2 separate regions of the Mus musculus genome follow, and region 1 is linked to region 2. A link is a contact called in public promoter capture Hi-C data. All regions are on one chromosome and are shown on one strand. The core of a region is the stretch at or near the end of the contact, and the rest is flanking DNA. Distances in the headings are between cores, read along the strand shown. Region 1 overlaps Gm40225 (a long non-coding RNA gene). Region 2 overlaps Osbpl9 (oxysterol binding protein-like 9).

Region 1 (7,194 bases), core at 3,645-6,144, 150 kb after region 2:
GGCTTCAAAGGCAGCCCCACTTCTTCAGGTGACACCAGCAGCACACATGGCTCATCTAGTAGGCTAAGACTTGCTACACACCATGCCTGCTGCTATCCTTGGGGGTCATCCCACCCACTTCAACAACTGCCTTCCCTGGTCTCTTCGGGGACTCTGACACTTCATCACAGAGTCAAGCTCCATCTTCTCGCCACGACCCCTCCAACCCAGGAGTTTCTACTGCAACTGAGGATGCACCTGTACCAATGGCCCCTCCTGGCCTCTTTTGTTGAGCTTTGGATCCTGTCACACAGGGCTAAGCCTCAGCTGCTCTCCATCACCGCCTCAAGCTTTCAAAGTGAGTTCCATGTGGGAAACTCACACGCATTATCTGCCAAGTTCTACCGCCAGCTTAGTTCCTGCCCAGACTAGAGCTTCTGTGTTACCCTGAGGAACTACTTTCCAGCTTTTACCTCAGTGATGCTTATCTCTTGCTAGTCACAAAATTTCCCAGCTAACTAGCAACTCTTGTCCCATTAAGGCAAAGGTTTCATTTCCACTTTTTTTTTTTTCTGAGACACAGACTGTCTATGTAGCCCTAGCTGGTCTAGAATTCACAGAGACCCATTTGCCTGTGCCTTCAGAGGGCTGAGATTGTAGGCTTGCACCACAATACCTAGCTGTTTCCACAGATTGTTAATTGAAATATATTGCATGAACATCTCTGATGAAGTCTTGGAGGGATACTCAAATGTCTCTCTGAAATTTCACAAAGCAGGTAGGTCCCCATCATCTCCTTTTCTCTCAACATTCTTTTTTTTTTTTTAAGATTTATTTATTTATTATATGTAAGTACACTGTAGCTGTCTTCAGACACACCAGAAGAGGGCATCAGATCTCATTACAGATAGTTGTAAGCCACCATGTGGTTGCTGGGATTTGAACTCAGGACCCCTGGAAGAGCAGTTAGTGCTCCTAACCGCTGAGCCATCTCTCCAGCCCTGTTTTTATCTTTCAAGCTTCCATAGAACATTCAACTAAGCTCTGAGCACTTACGGATTTTTCTAGCCCTAAACTCCAAAAATCCTTCCACAATCTCCCTCTAAAGCATCACAATTGGATCTATCACAACTACATCCCAGTCTCTAGAACCAAGTTTTGTCTTTATTTGGTTTCTGTTATTGTTATTGTGACAAACCAAAAAGCAACTTGGAGAGGAAAGAGTTTGCTTCAGGTAATGGTCATGGTCTAGTACTGAAGAAAATCAGGGCCAGAATGCAAGGCAGGAACCTGAAGCAGAAACAAGCAGAGACCACCAAGGAAAGGTGCTTACTGGCTTGGTTTTCCTTGTCTTGCTCAACTCTACCTTTGTTAAGCATCCCACGCCCACCTGCTCAGAGATAGGATTGAGCACAGTGGGCTGCCTCCCCTCCCCAGTCAGTCAGCAATAAACAAAATACCCCACAGACTTACCACCCACAGGCCAATCTGATGGAGGCAACTCCTCAACTGAGATTCCCTCTTCTCAGGTATGCTTAGGTTTGTGTCGAGTTGACAACAACTTGCCAGCACAAAGCCCCGTGTTTGAACTCCAAATTGTATTAAATAGGCATGATGTGTAGTAGGCATCCCAACATACTGGAGGTGGAGGCAGGAGGATCAGTAGTTCAAAGCCAGCCTCAGCTACATGGCAAGTTCAAGGCCAGTCTGTGCTACAGTAGACCCTGCCCAGAAAAACAAAACCAAAAACAATAAAAAAGAAAATACACACTGAGGGCTGGAGTACAACTCAGTAGTAGACAATTGCTTGTCTTTATATAGACACCACTAGTTTTTTCGAAGGCATATTTTATGTTTATGAAACCAGAAGACATTTGGGCCACCACCACTTGAGGGCAGTAAGAAATGATGCTGCACCTTTCTGGTGGATCTATTGTTTCCTCTTCTGGAAAAGAACAATCAAGACAATCTGAGGGCTAGGGATGTGCTTCCATTCGTAGGGTGCTTGCTTGGGTGTATGTTAATTCTCCGTGTCATTTATTTAAGGAACTGAAAGACTGCTCTGTAAAATGTACCATTTCACATCTTTACCAGCAACAGGTGTGGGTTCTAGTCTCTTTTTGAAACTGTTTTATTCAGGGGTGTGTGTGTGTGTGTGTGTGTGTGTGTGTCTGTGTCTGTGTCTGTGTCTGTGTCTGTGTCTGTGTCTGTGTCTGTGTCTGTGTCTGTAGAGGTCAGAAGACATCTTCTAGGAGTTGATACTCTTCTTCCACAGTGAGTGGCTTCAGGGGATTTAAGTCAGCTCTTCATAGCAAGCATTCCCCAGTGAGTCATCTCACTGACCTGAGAGTTCTAGTTTTTTCATGACTCTGCTAAATTTGGATTAATAAAAAAATGTTGACCATTATTTTTATAGGAAGATACTGAGTTTTTGTCCATTTAAAAAATATATATATAGCTAGTTTAATGGGTATGAAGCAGTATATCATTGAAGTTTTGATTTGTACTTCCCTAATGACTAATAATGTTGATTTAATGTCTGGTTTTATTTATATTTTTGCCATTTGGATATCTATTTAAATCTTCAAATCATTTTCCTGTAGTCTAGTTCTGTTTTTTTTTTTTTTTAAGAGGAAGGCTCTCCCTAGGCTCCTCAATCTGACTTCTAGGGCTCTATAGGTGTGTGCACTCATCATTCCTGTTTCATTTAAGAGCTCCTTCCAAATGAAATCTTGTTTACTCAGACAGGTCTGAAGCTCCTGGGCTCAGATGATCTGGGCTTCCCAAATGCTGAGACTACCAGTGTATGACACCATGGCAGCTACTACTAATTTTTTTCTTGACACAGGATCTTATGTATCCAGTGCTGGCCTCCAACTGAGGATGACCTTAAAGTTCTGATTCCCCTGCCTCCACCTCCTGAGTGCTGGAATTAGCACACAGTTTATGTAGTGCTGGGGATGGAATCCAGCCAGGGCTTTGTGTATGATAGGCAAGCACTCTACCAACTGAGCTACACTCTGGCCCAATTAATTAAAAGATATTACATTTTAACATTTGTGTGTGAGAGGGTACAGGGGATAGACTATGGAAATGGGTTCTCTCCTTCCAACAACGCAGAGTCCAGGGATTTACGTCAGATTGTCAGACTTCACAATAGGCTCCTAACCAAATGAGCCGTTTACTGGCCATGGACATTTGTATGTTAATTTTTCATCCTGCTACTTTGCTAAAGTGTCTATTAAATCTAATTGCAAAAATGACACCTTAGTGTCTTTTTGGTATAAGACCATGTAGTCTATAAATAGGATATTTTGATTCCTGCCTCCCTTGCTTGTGTCCCATTTCTTCCTTTTGTGGCACTGCTTTAACTAACATGAGGCGCTCTGTGGAATAAGAGTCAAGATTGTAAGCACCTCTGTCTCGTTCTTGGTTTTAGATGGCGTGCTTTCAGTCCCTCCTGCCCCTATTTTGTATCAGCTTGACTAGATATGTCTGCTATACTTATATTATGCTGAACTTCTATTCTGATTTTCTTCAGGGATTTTTATTGAACATTGTCAAAGGTCACTTTTGCATCTATTGTGAATGTGACTGTTACTATTAATGTCATTACTATTTATATACTATATTACATTTATTCCCTCATTTATTTTGTTGGTTTATTTGAGGCAGAGCCTTGTGTAGCTCATGCTTGCCTCTTATTAACTGTGTAGCCAGCACATGCCAGCAAGATTTTGCTGAAAGGACACTGATATAGCTGTCTCGTGCGTGTGAGGCTATGCCAGTGGCCGGCAAACACAGAAGTGGATGCTCACAGTCATCTATGGGATGGAACACAGGGGCCCTAATGGAGGAGCTAGAAAAAGTACCCAAGGAGCTGAAGGGGTCTGAAACCCTATAGGTGGAACAACAATATGAATTAACCAGTACCCCCACCCCCCGAGCTTGTGTCTCTAGCTGCATATGTAGCAGAAGATGGCCTAGTCGACCATCACTGGGAAGAGAGGCCCCTTTGGTCTTGCAAACTTTATATGCCCCAGTACAGGGGAATGTCAGGGCCAAGAAGTGGGATTGGGTGGATAGGAGAGCGGGGGTGGGGAGGGTATAGGGGACTTTTGGGATAGCATTTGAAATGTAAATGAAGAAAATATCTAATAAAAAATTGAAATAAGCAAAACAAAACTGAGTCGCCAGAGATGACCCTGAACTCCTGGCTCTCTTGCTTCCACCCACCACTGCCAGAATCACAGATGTGTATGACACCTGCCAGACTTTATTTTGATTTTTCTTTTTTTTTTTTTTTTTTTGAGACAGGGTCTCATGTGGTTTTACCTGGCCTAAAACTCACTATATCACTGAGGATGACCTTGAACTCCTCAGCTCTCTGTCTCTTTCTCCCAGGTGTTGAGATGAGATGTGTGCCACTATGTCCAGTTGAACTGGCTTATTCTAATTGTGTGTGTGTTCACACATGTGTGGATATATGTATGTGTGTGCATGTGGACTAGAGGTGATTTTAGGTGTCTTCCTCAGTTGTACTCTACTTATTTTTTAAGCTAGAATGATGGTGCGTGGTGTCCTCGCCTAGAGAGTGCAAGCCCCAGGCTCAGGAGAGACCTTGCCTCAATGGACGAGGTGGACCACGATAGAGGAGGACACCCTTCTAACTTATGTGCACAGCACATACAAGTGTGCATCCACTCACAGAGACAGACAGATAAATCAGCCTTTTAAAAGGCACTAGATTTGAAAATGCCAGCAACACAAGGCAGTAGGTATCCTTCATGTTTCCAGTGGTAATTTTGCTTATCCGATACTCGCTAGAGACCCAATTTCTTTAGCCTTGTCTCAGCTCATTCCTGATCTGTCTGTGTTATGCTCTAGTTCCTCTTTTATCCTCTGCTAGTTCCTCTTCTCTCCCAAATATGCTATGTTTCATTCTATTAAAAATCTCAGCAGCTGGGCTGTGGTGGCACACATACCTTTAACCCTAGCACTCGGGAGGCAGAGGCAGGTGGATCCCCATGAGTTCAAAGCCAAGTCTAAATAGTGCGTTCCAGGACAGCCAGGACTATACAGAAAAACCCTGTCTTGGAAAAAAAAATCTCAACATAGCCAGAACACATTAGCTCTTCTGTACTTTGTAGACATGTCCTTTACCTCCAAAGACCTGGCCCGACTGGTAAGTCATGGATTAAGAGGTTGATGAAGAGTCCTTGCTTGTGGGGCATTGGGCTATGCACTTTTTAATACCCACACTTGTTTTTTTTTTTTAATTAATTTTTGTGTGTGTGTGTGTGAATGGGTCTTTTTGCCTGCAGGAATATCTGTTCATCATGTGCACACAGTGTCTTTGGAGGTCAGAAGAGGGTGTTAGATCCTCCTGAGACTGGAGCTAAACATGATTCTGTGGATCATCAGGATCTAACCTGGGTCTTGTAGAAGAGCAGTCAGTATTCTTAACTAGCCCCAGTGTTTTTTTTTAAAGATTTATTTTATGTGTATGAATGTTTTGTCTGCACGTTTAAGTATACCACATGCAACTGTGGAGGGTGCATGAAGAGGGTGTTAGATTCTTTGGAAACAAAGTTACAGGTGATTAGGAGCCACCTGGTGTGGGTGCTAGGAACCAAACCCGGTCGTCTGGAAGAGCAGCAAATGTTCTTAACAGCTGAGCCAACTCTCAAGTCCCTTCCCTCTACCCTGTAGGTTTTGAATGGGGAAAGTATAAGATCACAATTATGTTTTTAGAATATCACAGTGTGGACAACATGAGCACAGAAGTGGGGGTGGGACCGTTAGTTTAGGAGCTTCAGTAGTGGTTCAAGAGAAGAAGGTAGTCAGGGAGAGAGGGAGGAGTTACCTGAAATGGATGGATGGAGAAAATAAAGTTAAAACTTTGGATACATATTGGAGAGTTAGCCAACAGAGCTTGCTGACAGACTGGGTTTAGGCTGTGAGAGAAAGCATAGAATTCTAGGGAAAAATGAATCTGGATCCTGGACAAAGCACCCTCTATCTGTGTTATAGTGTGAGGTACTCAATATACAGTCTTAGTCTTAAGCTAAGACACACTGTGATTATGGCTCTAAAAAAGCTTAGCCTGAAAGAGTCATCTATTTTCATTATGTGTATTTAAGAAGGATGCCTTCATTTTTCCCCCAGCTACATGAACCAGCATTATCATCATTTGCAAAGCACCTGACACTGGGCTCACAGAAATCCAATCACTGAGTTTTCCCTTCCAACCCTGAGAAGGATACTCTTATTTGTGATTTAATTATAGATTTACAGTAAGGGACTGAGCTGACTGAATCAGAATGCTTCAAACTCTCAAACCTTTATTTTCCTTCCTTCCTTCCTTCCACCCTCTCTTCTCTTCTATTCTTCTCTCCTCTCTCTTCCCCTCCCCTCCTTCCCCCTCCCCTCCCTCCCCCCGCCCCCCCTGTCAGATAGGGTCATATGTATCCTAGGTTGACTTTGAACTCTATGTCAGTGAGGATGAGCACTTGAACTTCTGGTCCTCCTAACTCCACCTCCCAATTGTTGTGATTATAGGTATATACCACTATTCCCAGTTTCATGTAGTTCTTGTAATCCAACCCAGAGCTTCATGCATGCTAAGCGAGCACTCTGCCAACTGAGCGCCAGCCCTCTTCAAACTTTTGGCCTCAACACTTTATACTTGTGTTGATTCTCCTGTGTCCTACTTTTAGAGCACAAAGCTGGAAAACTAGACAGCTTTGTTCTGTTTGTAGCCTGTCCTCTGACTTGCCTTGTGATTGAAGCCAACTTCTTCATTTGATGGTGTCTCAGCATTCACACATGTTGAACAGGGCTAGTAATTACTTATGGAGAAAAAGCTTTGAAATCTGTAGATGAAAGGATCTGCAGCCATGAGTACAAATATTTTCTTTCTCAGGGTATTCTTTTTGATTTCTTGTGGTTTCTAGGACCTTACATAAGAGGGGGAAATGAAAGGCAGGAAATAGGGCAAGCATAAAACTGCAGTTGCTTTCTCACTAAGAGCCAATGTCACTTTGGGAGCAACTGAATAATTTCCCTTACTCTAGAGTATTCAATAAGCATTACAAATGGATGAAAAATTTATGAAAAAAAGTTATTAAGTAGGCCTTGGAAAGCCACTGAAACCCTTAAAAATGATTTTTGTTTTCTAGTTCATGTTACTCAAACCTTGGATATCCCCCAATA
Region 2 (7,558 bases), core at 2,664-5,163:
GTTGTATGCTTGTCTATGAGGCCCTGGATTTAATCCTCAGTAATAAAGACAAAATGATCTATCAAGTCATGTTATCATACTTTACTTCTCTGCTGTTGTGATAAAACACTGACCAAAAAGCATGTCTGGAAGGGTAAAAATCTTAGTTTACAGGCTATGGTTCATTATTGAGGGAGACCAGGGAACACAAGACAGGAACTTGAAGCAGAAACCAAAAGAGAAACTCTGCTTCCTGCTTGCTTCCAGCACTTGCTTGGCTCGTTTTATTACATAACCTGTCCAAGGGCAGGACCACCTAAGAGGGCTGCTTCCCACCCCCATCAATTAGCAATCCAGAAAATGCCCCCCAGAGTTGCCTACAAGCAAGCCGAGGAAGGCAGTCTCTCAAGACTCCCTTTTCTCAGGTGACCACAGCTTGTGTCAAGTTAATAAAAACAAAAACCTAAGCAATACACACGTAAAGATCAAGAGGAAACAAGCACAGTCTCCTAACTAAGAAGCCTATCCCGGGGCTGGAGAGGTGGCTCAGCGGGTAAGAGCACTGGCTGCTCTTCCAGAGGTCCTGAGTTCAATTCCCAGCAACCACATGGTGGCTCATAGCCATCTGTAATGGGATCTGATGCCCTCTTCTGGTGTGTCTGAAGACAGTGATAGTGTACACATATACATAAAATAAATAAATTAAAAAATAACTATCCCAAAAGAATACAATTCCAAATACTACCTATAACATTTTAGGGCAAAGCAAAACTCTGGAGACTATAAACAGTGAGGGCTATGAAAAGAGAAGGATAGACAGGTAGAATGTCAAATATCTTTTTAAAAAATTGTATGTGGGATTTTATCTGCACGTGTGCACATAAATCATGTGCAAGCCTGGTGCCCATTGAGGCCAGAGGACATCAGAGTCCCTAGAACTGGAGCTACTGTCAGTCATAAGCTGCTTCATGGGTGCTGGGAACCCAAGCTGGGGCCTCTGGAAGATCACCCAGGTGTTCTTAATTGCTGGATCCTCTCTCTGGCACCCAGAACATTTTTAAGGTAGGAAAAATACTATGTATGATACTGTAAAACCATACGATACAAAGTTGTCCAAATTCATAAGCATTATAAAGAATAAACTAACTTTAACATTTTTTTCAGCTAGCAGTGGTGGTACATGTCTGCAAACCCAGCACTTAGGAGCTAGAGGCACGATCATCCTTGCCGAAATAGTGAGATGGAGACCCACCTGCTATGTGAGACTCTGCATCGAAAAAAAAAAAAAACTCAACAAAACAAAACCTATGTGTTGTGCAATAATGTGTCGCTAGAAATCAGTGAGGACAAATGTACCATCCTGGCAGGAAATACTGATAATAGGGGAAGCCATGCACGTGTGGGGCAGGGATATGAAAAAACAGGAAATCACTGAATCAATCTCTCTCTCTCTCTCTCTCTCTCTCTCTCTCTGTGTGTGTGTGTGTGTGTGTCTGTCTGTCTGTCTGTCTGCCCCTCTCTGGCTTGGAACTGAAAACCACTCTAAAATATAGGATACTTTGTTGTGTTCTACGCCAAACCAATTGTTCTCTTGGCACTGACCCTGAACACAGGCAAGTGCCTAGAGCAGATGTAGGACAACTCAGGTTTCAGCAGTGGTCTATAAAGCCTAAACGTTTTTGCCTGTCTGTCTTCAGAAAACTGATGTCAGCTAGTCAATTCCTATGTAGGAACTTAGGCCAGATGGAGCACATATATCACTTGGCATATGGGAGAAGCAATACCTATCTTACAACCAAGGGAAAGTGTAGTTAACACGCTGTCAAACAGAAATATTTTGTTCGGAATTAGAATCAGCAGCCTCTGCACGGGCCCACGATGCCTATTATAGTGCAAGTCCTGCTCACCACTGAACCCTCAGCCTCTCCTCACAAGGGACTGGCATAACATCGGATGCTTAGAAATGCCTGCGGGGATGGAAGGCCAGAAACTGTGCTCTAACAGCCTCAACACACTGAAGGGAGGTGAAAAGAGCCAGTCTAGGGGACACACGGGAAGAAGAGGACAAGAGACTAGTTTTTCAAATTTTAATTATATTTTGATGGATACTATTGCCCTAATTTTCATAGATAAGATTCTGCATTGGTCAGTTAACTTTATTCTGAGAGAACGTCTAGATTTTATTTTTTAAACCTACATTACTAAATTCAGTAAGAAACATTCAGCTCTTTGCCACAGGTAAATAAAATCACTTTCTATTATTTAATTCTCAAATTTAAAATATTATATAACTTTTAAAATCTCTGTGTATTATATCAGGATTAGTAAGGTTAGAAATAAAAATGTGTTTATTTCTAGAGAACGGTATAGGAGGAAACTATAGTATTTTATATATTTTTAAGAAGTTTAATTTTTTTCTTTTTCCCTTTCTTTCTTTCTTTCTTTCTTTCTTTCTTTCTTTCTTTCTTTCTTTCTTTTGTTTTGTTGTTGTTGTTGTTGTTTTGAAACAAGGCTTCTCTGTGTAGCCCTGGCTGTCCTGGAAGTCACTCTGTAGACCAGGTTGGCCTTAAACTCACAGAGATCCACCTGCCTCTGTCTCCTGAGTGCTGGGATTAAAAGGCTTGTGCCACCATACCTGGCTGAGTTTAAGTTTTTAAGCCATGTGTTGTTCATGTCATTATCACATTTTATTTATGTGTGTGTGTGTATGTGTGAGAGAGAGAGAGAGAGAGAGAGAGAGAGAGAGGGAGGTTAGCTCTCTTCCTCTATATTTACAGTTTCTGGGGGTTGAACTCAGGCCACAAGGCTTGCATGACAAGTGCTGTGACTTGCTGAGCCTGTTGATTTTAGAAATCGAATTACCACTGTGGTTTCTGCTCTCTTCTTTATAGTAGACTGGCTCCATAAAGACAAGGACCATGGGTAGTTTATACACAGACAGACTCTTGGCAATTATTATAATATGTAGAATACAGTGAATTTGAATAAATACTCAACTAAATACATAACTTCTCTATACTCTTTGTATGTTCTGAGTTGAACATGCACCACTTAAGATTTAACATCTTTATATAGGGAAGGCAGAAAAGCACACACAAGATTTCTATTAAAACACACAGTGAAAATGAAATTCTGGCAGTTAAAGGAACCTAACCTCTAGCTATCTGTAAAAACGAACCATCTGTTCTTAGTTGCTTCTCAGAGTTCAGAACAGACGTGCTATAACTAGACCAAGAAAACTTACCAGAAAAATGAATCCTAGAGAATCCTAAATTCTAACTTAAGAGCCAAAAATTTCCCTCAGAAAGAGCAAAGGCTCTGATGAGAGCCTCAAGGAGAAGTTGGAGGAAGCCGGACTAAGTGGCTTCTTCCCCACACTATGTTACCTGTGGAAGACATGACACATCAGTACTGCAGGCACTTCCTTTTCGTGGGAGTAGGGGTGGGGCACTTGAAGGAAAAAGTTAAACACACCCATTTTTCTACATAGTGCTAAAAATAGATCTAACAAAGCCAAGGGAAACGACATAGTTGTAGAAAACAACTGTGTACTCAAAAAGTACTTGTATTAATTTAACACTCAAGAAAAGTTCTCAAAATAGTCTCATATTCGCTGGCCATGGTGGCACATACCTGTAATACTGCCAAGAGCAACAATTAGGCAATTAAATGAAACTACAGGCATAAACTGAAAGACATGGACAGACTGACATGCCAAGGGCAACCAATAGAGTTGGGGAAAAGAGGGAAGAGAACCAAATGTCCCACCAAAGGGGAACCCAGAACCAGACCAGGTGTTCCTCCAGTGGGAACCAAAGAGGAAGCAGTATGTCCCCTGACCTCCTATGACCCTGGGAGCAATACTGTGTGCAGTTTCTCCTTTCTTAGATTCCAACCAGACAGCTGCCAAACAGAAAACAAAAAACAGGCTCACCTCTGGAGGTTTTGAGCTTCAAAATGAAATTGCTCAATGCAGATGATAACAAACCAGGGGCCTGGGTAGAGTGATTGGATTCCTGGCCAACGCACCAAATGTGGGGTTCGCTTACATCCAACATAACTCAAACATCAGGTAAATGTAAATGGCAAAAATGTATTGTAATCAAGCCGCTACTGATCGATCAGGGCTGCAGAACAGACTTGGGAGCTGAGCTGTGACCTTAAGGGACACTGCACAGCATAGAGGATGAAACCATAAAGCGATAGGGAGCAGGGTGGGTTCTAGCATTGTCTAGTCATAGTTTGAGGTTGATCAAGGAAGTTTCCATCCATCAGGATAGGAGTAGGTCCCTAGGCCTGGAAACATGAACTTAGTTTGACTATGCCAGAAAGATGGAGAAACTGTCCTTGAGATGTCTGGACTCAGGCAACTGTTTCCTTATAAACTGTCTCTGAGATGTCTGGATTTGGATAACTGTTTCCTTATAATGAAAGTTGTTCAGTTATTGGGAAGTATCCAGCTCCCTTAGGGCCTGAAACCTTGAATTTAGTTTCCTCCTAATCAAATGGAGTCTGAAAATTAAATGGTAAGTACTTAGAATAAGTTTCTTTTGCTTGTTCCCACTATACCAAGCCTGACAACCTAAGTTTGATCCCAAAACCCACATAGTAGGAGAGAACTGATTCCTACAAGTTGTCTTATAACCTATACAAACCACACACACAGCAGGGAGGGAGGGAGGGAGGGAGGGAGGGAGGAAAAGAGAGAGAGAGAGAGAGAGAGAGAGAGAGAGTGAGAGAGAGAGTGAGAGAGAGAGAGAGAATATGCCCCCTAAATAAATAAATATAGTCAAATTTTAAATGAAAGATTTCTATAATCATGAAAGTCAAGGAATAAAAATCAAAGCGCCTGAAAACTACTAAAAGACTAGTTTCTCGGTCTCCTAAAAACTGAGTCTGTGTTACTCATACAAGCCTGGCAGCTGCGTAGCGATCATACTTCAGTGTCTCATTTTTAAAAAGGCTTCCCATGGACTCCAAGCTTCCCAGTCTTGATAGAAACTGCTAGCACATCTCACTTAGTATGCTGATGCTGACCTTTTACTCACAGGTTAAAGGATACTTCTGGGTACAAGCTACCAAGCCTTCCTTACTCACTCAGCCTCGCTCTTATAAAAGCTGTTGTCTCCTTTCTTTCTAGGAGTTTGAGATAAACACAAAAAAGGGTACTCTAATTTTATTTCTGTTGCTGTGATAAAATACCCTGACAGAAAGCAACACAGGGGAAATGGGTTTCTTTTGGCTTTCATTTCCAGGTCGCAGTCTATCATCATGGGCAGTCAAAGCAGGAACTGAATTCAAACAGCTCGTCATCTCACAGCCACAGTCAAGAGCAGGGAGAAACACACACACCTACTCTCTGGCTGCCTTGCTGTGCTCAGCCTGATAAGTTTTCCATTTATATAGAGTCCAAGACTTCCTGCACCTAGGGAATCTTGCTGTCCATGGTGAGCTGAGTGTTTTCACATTAACTTAATTAAGACAGTTCTTCTAAAACATGCCCAGGCCACTAGAAGACCATCCCTCTTTGAGACTCCCTTCCAAGTGATTCCAGATTGTGTCAAATTGACAAAACTATCCTTTACTGGGGTAAATTACAAAACTGTTGAACAGCAGCAAGGAAATTCTATTTTGTTTTTAACCTAAGGTACAGTACACACAAACTGTATATTTAAGAACAGTTAAAGCACCATTTCTTGTTCCTTTTAATCACAGCTATTGTAAAGCTATTTGCTATATAAAAATATTTTAAAATTTATTTAATATTATTGGGAGTATGCATATGCACACATGCACATGTGTGCATACATTATGGGATGCTGTGTTGTAGTGTATGTGTGGAGGTCAAAGACCAACTTTGTAGACTTAGGTTCTCTCCATTCACCTTTATATGGGTTCTGGGTATTGAACTTGGGTCACCAGACTTGCAAGGTAAATACCTTTACGCACTGACAACTCTCTAGACTATAAATATCTTATTACCAACTCATGTGTAGCACAGACTTTAAAAAAAAATGTAACGGTCTATGCTTAAACAGCTGCCTGAGAATTCAAACTGAGCTCTAAAGCAGTCTCTACAACGATGCATAATCACTTATTTAAAAGGTGATGTGTATGTATGTATGTATGTGACTGTGTGTATGACTGCATGTGTATATATGTGTGCATGTGTGTGTGTTACATGTACCCATGTTTTCACATGCATTTGGAGGCTGAGGAGTATGTTCTATTATTCTAAACCTTAGTCTCTCAAGACAATCGCTCACTCAACTGAACTGAACTGAACTGAACTGAACTGAACTGAACTGAACTGAACTGGGCTGGGCTGGGCTGGGCTGGGCTGGGCTGGGCTGGGCTGGGCTGGGCTGGGCTGGGCTGGGCTGCACTGGTTGTTAGACAGCAATCCTGGGGACTTTTCCATCTCAGCATCCCCACGACACTGAAGTTACAGGTGTGCAGGGCTATGTCCAGCATTTTCTTTATGTGGGTGCTGGGGAGTCAAACTCTGGTCCTCACACTTGCACAGGAAGTGCTCTGACCCCTGAGCCATCTTCCCAGCCCCATGAAGCTGTCAAGTCAGCTTAGTAGCAACATTAAAGCAAGGCTTCCAAGACATGCTGTTACCTACAATGAGGCCAGCACTTATACTTGGCCATATCATGACATATCACACAAAGGTCAAATGACATCATGGCATGTGACATAGAAAAGAAGCCTCCCAGCAGTTACAACAGAGAAAAGTGATTGGGATGACTACTCTACTATTAGGAAGTCATACTCTACACTGAAATGCACATGTGGTCAGATTTACAGAGAACCTTCACCCTAACAGTCAATCACACTGACAGTACAGGCTTCCATACTGCAGTGGTTAGCATGCCTGCCTTCTACGTTGTAAATAGCCTTGTAAAGTGGTTCAGCAGGTTGTATTAATTGCTAGATTTTTAATTTTTCTTTCTGAGACAGGGTTTCACTCTGAAGTCTTAGCTGGCTGGAACTCACTAGCCCAGGTTGGCCCTCAACTTGCAGCAATCCTTGCCTTACCTCCTGAATGCTAGAAGTATAGGCATTTGCCCCTGGGCTCAGCTAAAATGAATCTTAGATTCTGTTGCTTTGTGTTATATTTGCACTTAATTTGCAAGTTCCTTTGAATGTTTTTGTAAAAGTTTAAATCTGAGACATTTACCTTTTGCTTTATACTTGCCTGCACTAAGTAATATTATAGCATAAAACTCATATTCTATTCTTTGGGGACGCAGAATTTTTTTCTAAAATTTGAGCCCGAACTTACTCAAGTTTTGTAAAACTGCTTTTTATACCTGTATAGCTGCTCACGGGCTGAGAGGAGGGAGTTAAAGGGTTCAGTGGCCTCTGGCTCTTCCCAAAAAGCTTCCTAACTTAGCAGTCAACAAAGACATTTACACCGGGGACAGTGAGTCACAGAGCAGCAGATAAAACCCCTGAGTAAGGCAGGGAGCCTGCAGGGAGGGGGAGCTGACAGCAGTGGGGACAGAGCAACTGTGCATGGAAATGTCAGAGCACAGTTAACAAAGGACGGTCGAAAAGATGTGTGTGTGTG

The links. Capture Hi-C pulls out chosen DNA fragments and counts their contacts.
Region 1: a promoter capture Hi-C map of adipose tissue shows a contact between it and region 2. The contact joins two enhancer-like sites. A contact is called at or near these places in 2 of 484 Hi-C or Micro-C datasets (the G1E-ER4 cell line and embryonic stem cells) and 3 of 9 other capture datasets (adipose tissue, liver and pancreatic islet).

Annotation. Positions count from the first base shown.
Region 1 is chr4:109,267,132-109,274,325 of GRCm38.p6, forward strand. The region is part of intron 1 of Gm40225 (a long non-coding RNA gene); the gene reads right to left. Among named protein-coding and RNA genes, the nearest start is that of Eps15, 9.5 kb to the right of the region's middle. Within about 2 kb of position 4,895, at least 32 of the 459 cell types and tissues checked have an H3K27ac peak or open chromatin away from gene starts, as enhancers often do. A contact at or near this core is called in adipose tissue, where this site is marked.
Region 2 is chr4:109,119,573-109,127,130 of GRCm38.p6, forward strand. The region is part of intron 4 of Osbpl9 (oxysterol binding protein-like 9); the gene reads right to left. Among named protein-coding and RNA genes, the nearest start is that of Gm52703, 9.8 kb to the right of the region's middle. Within about 2 kb of position 3,914, at least 47 of the 459 cell types and tissues checked have an H3K27ac peak or open chromatin away from gene starts, as enhancers often do. A contact at or near this core is called in adipose tissue, where this site is marked.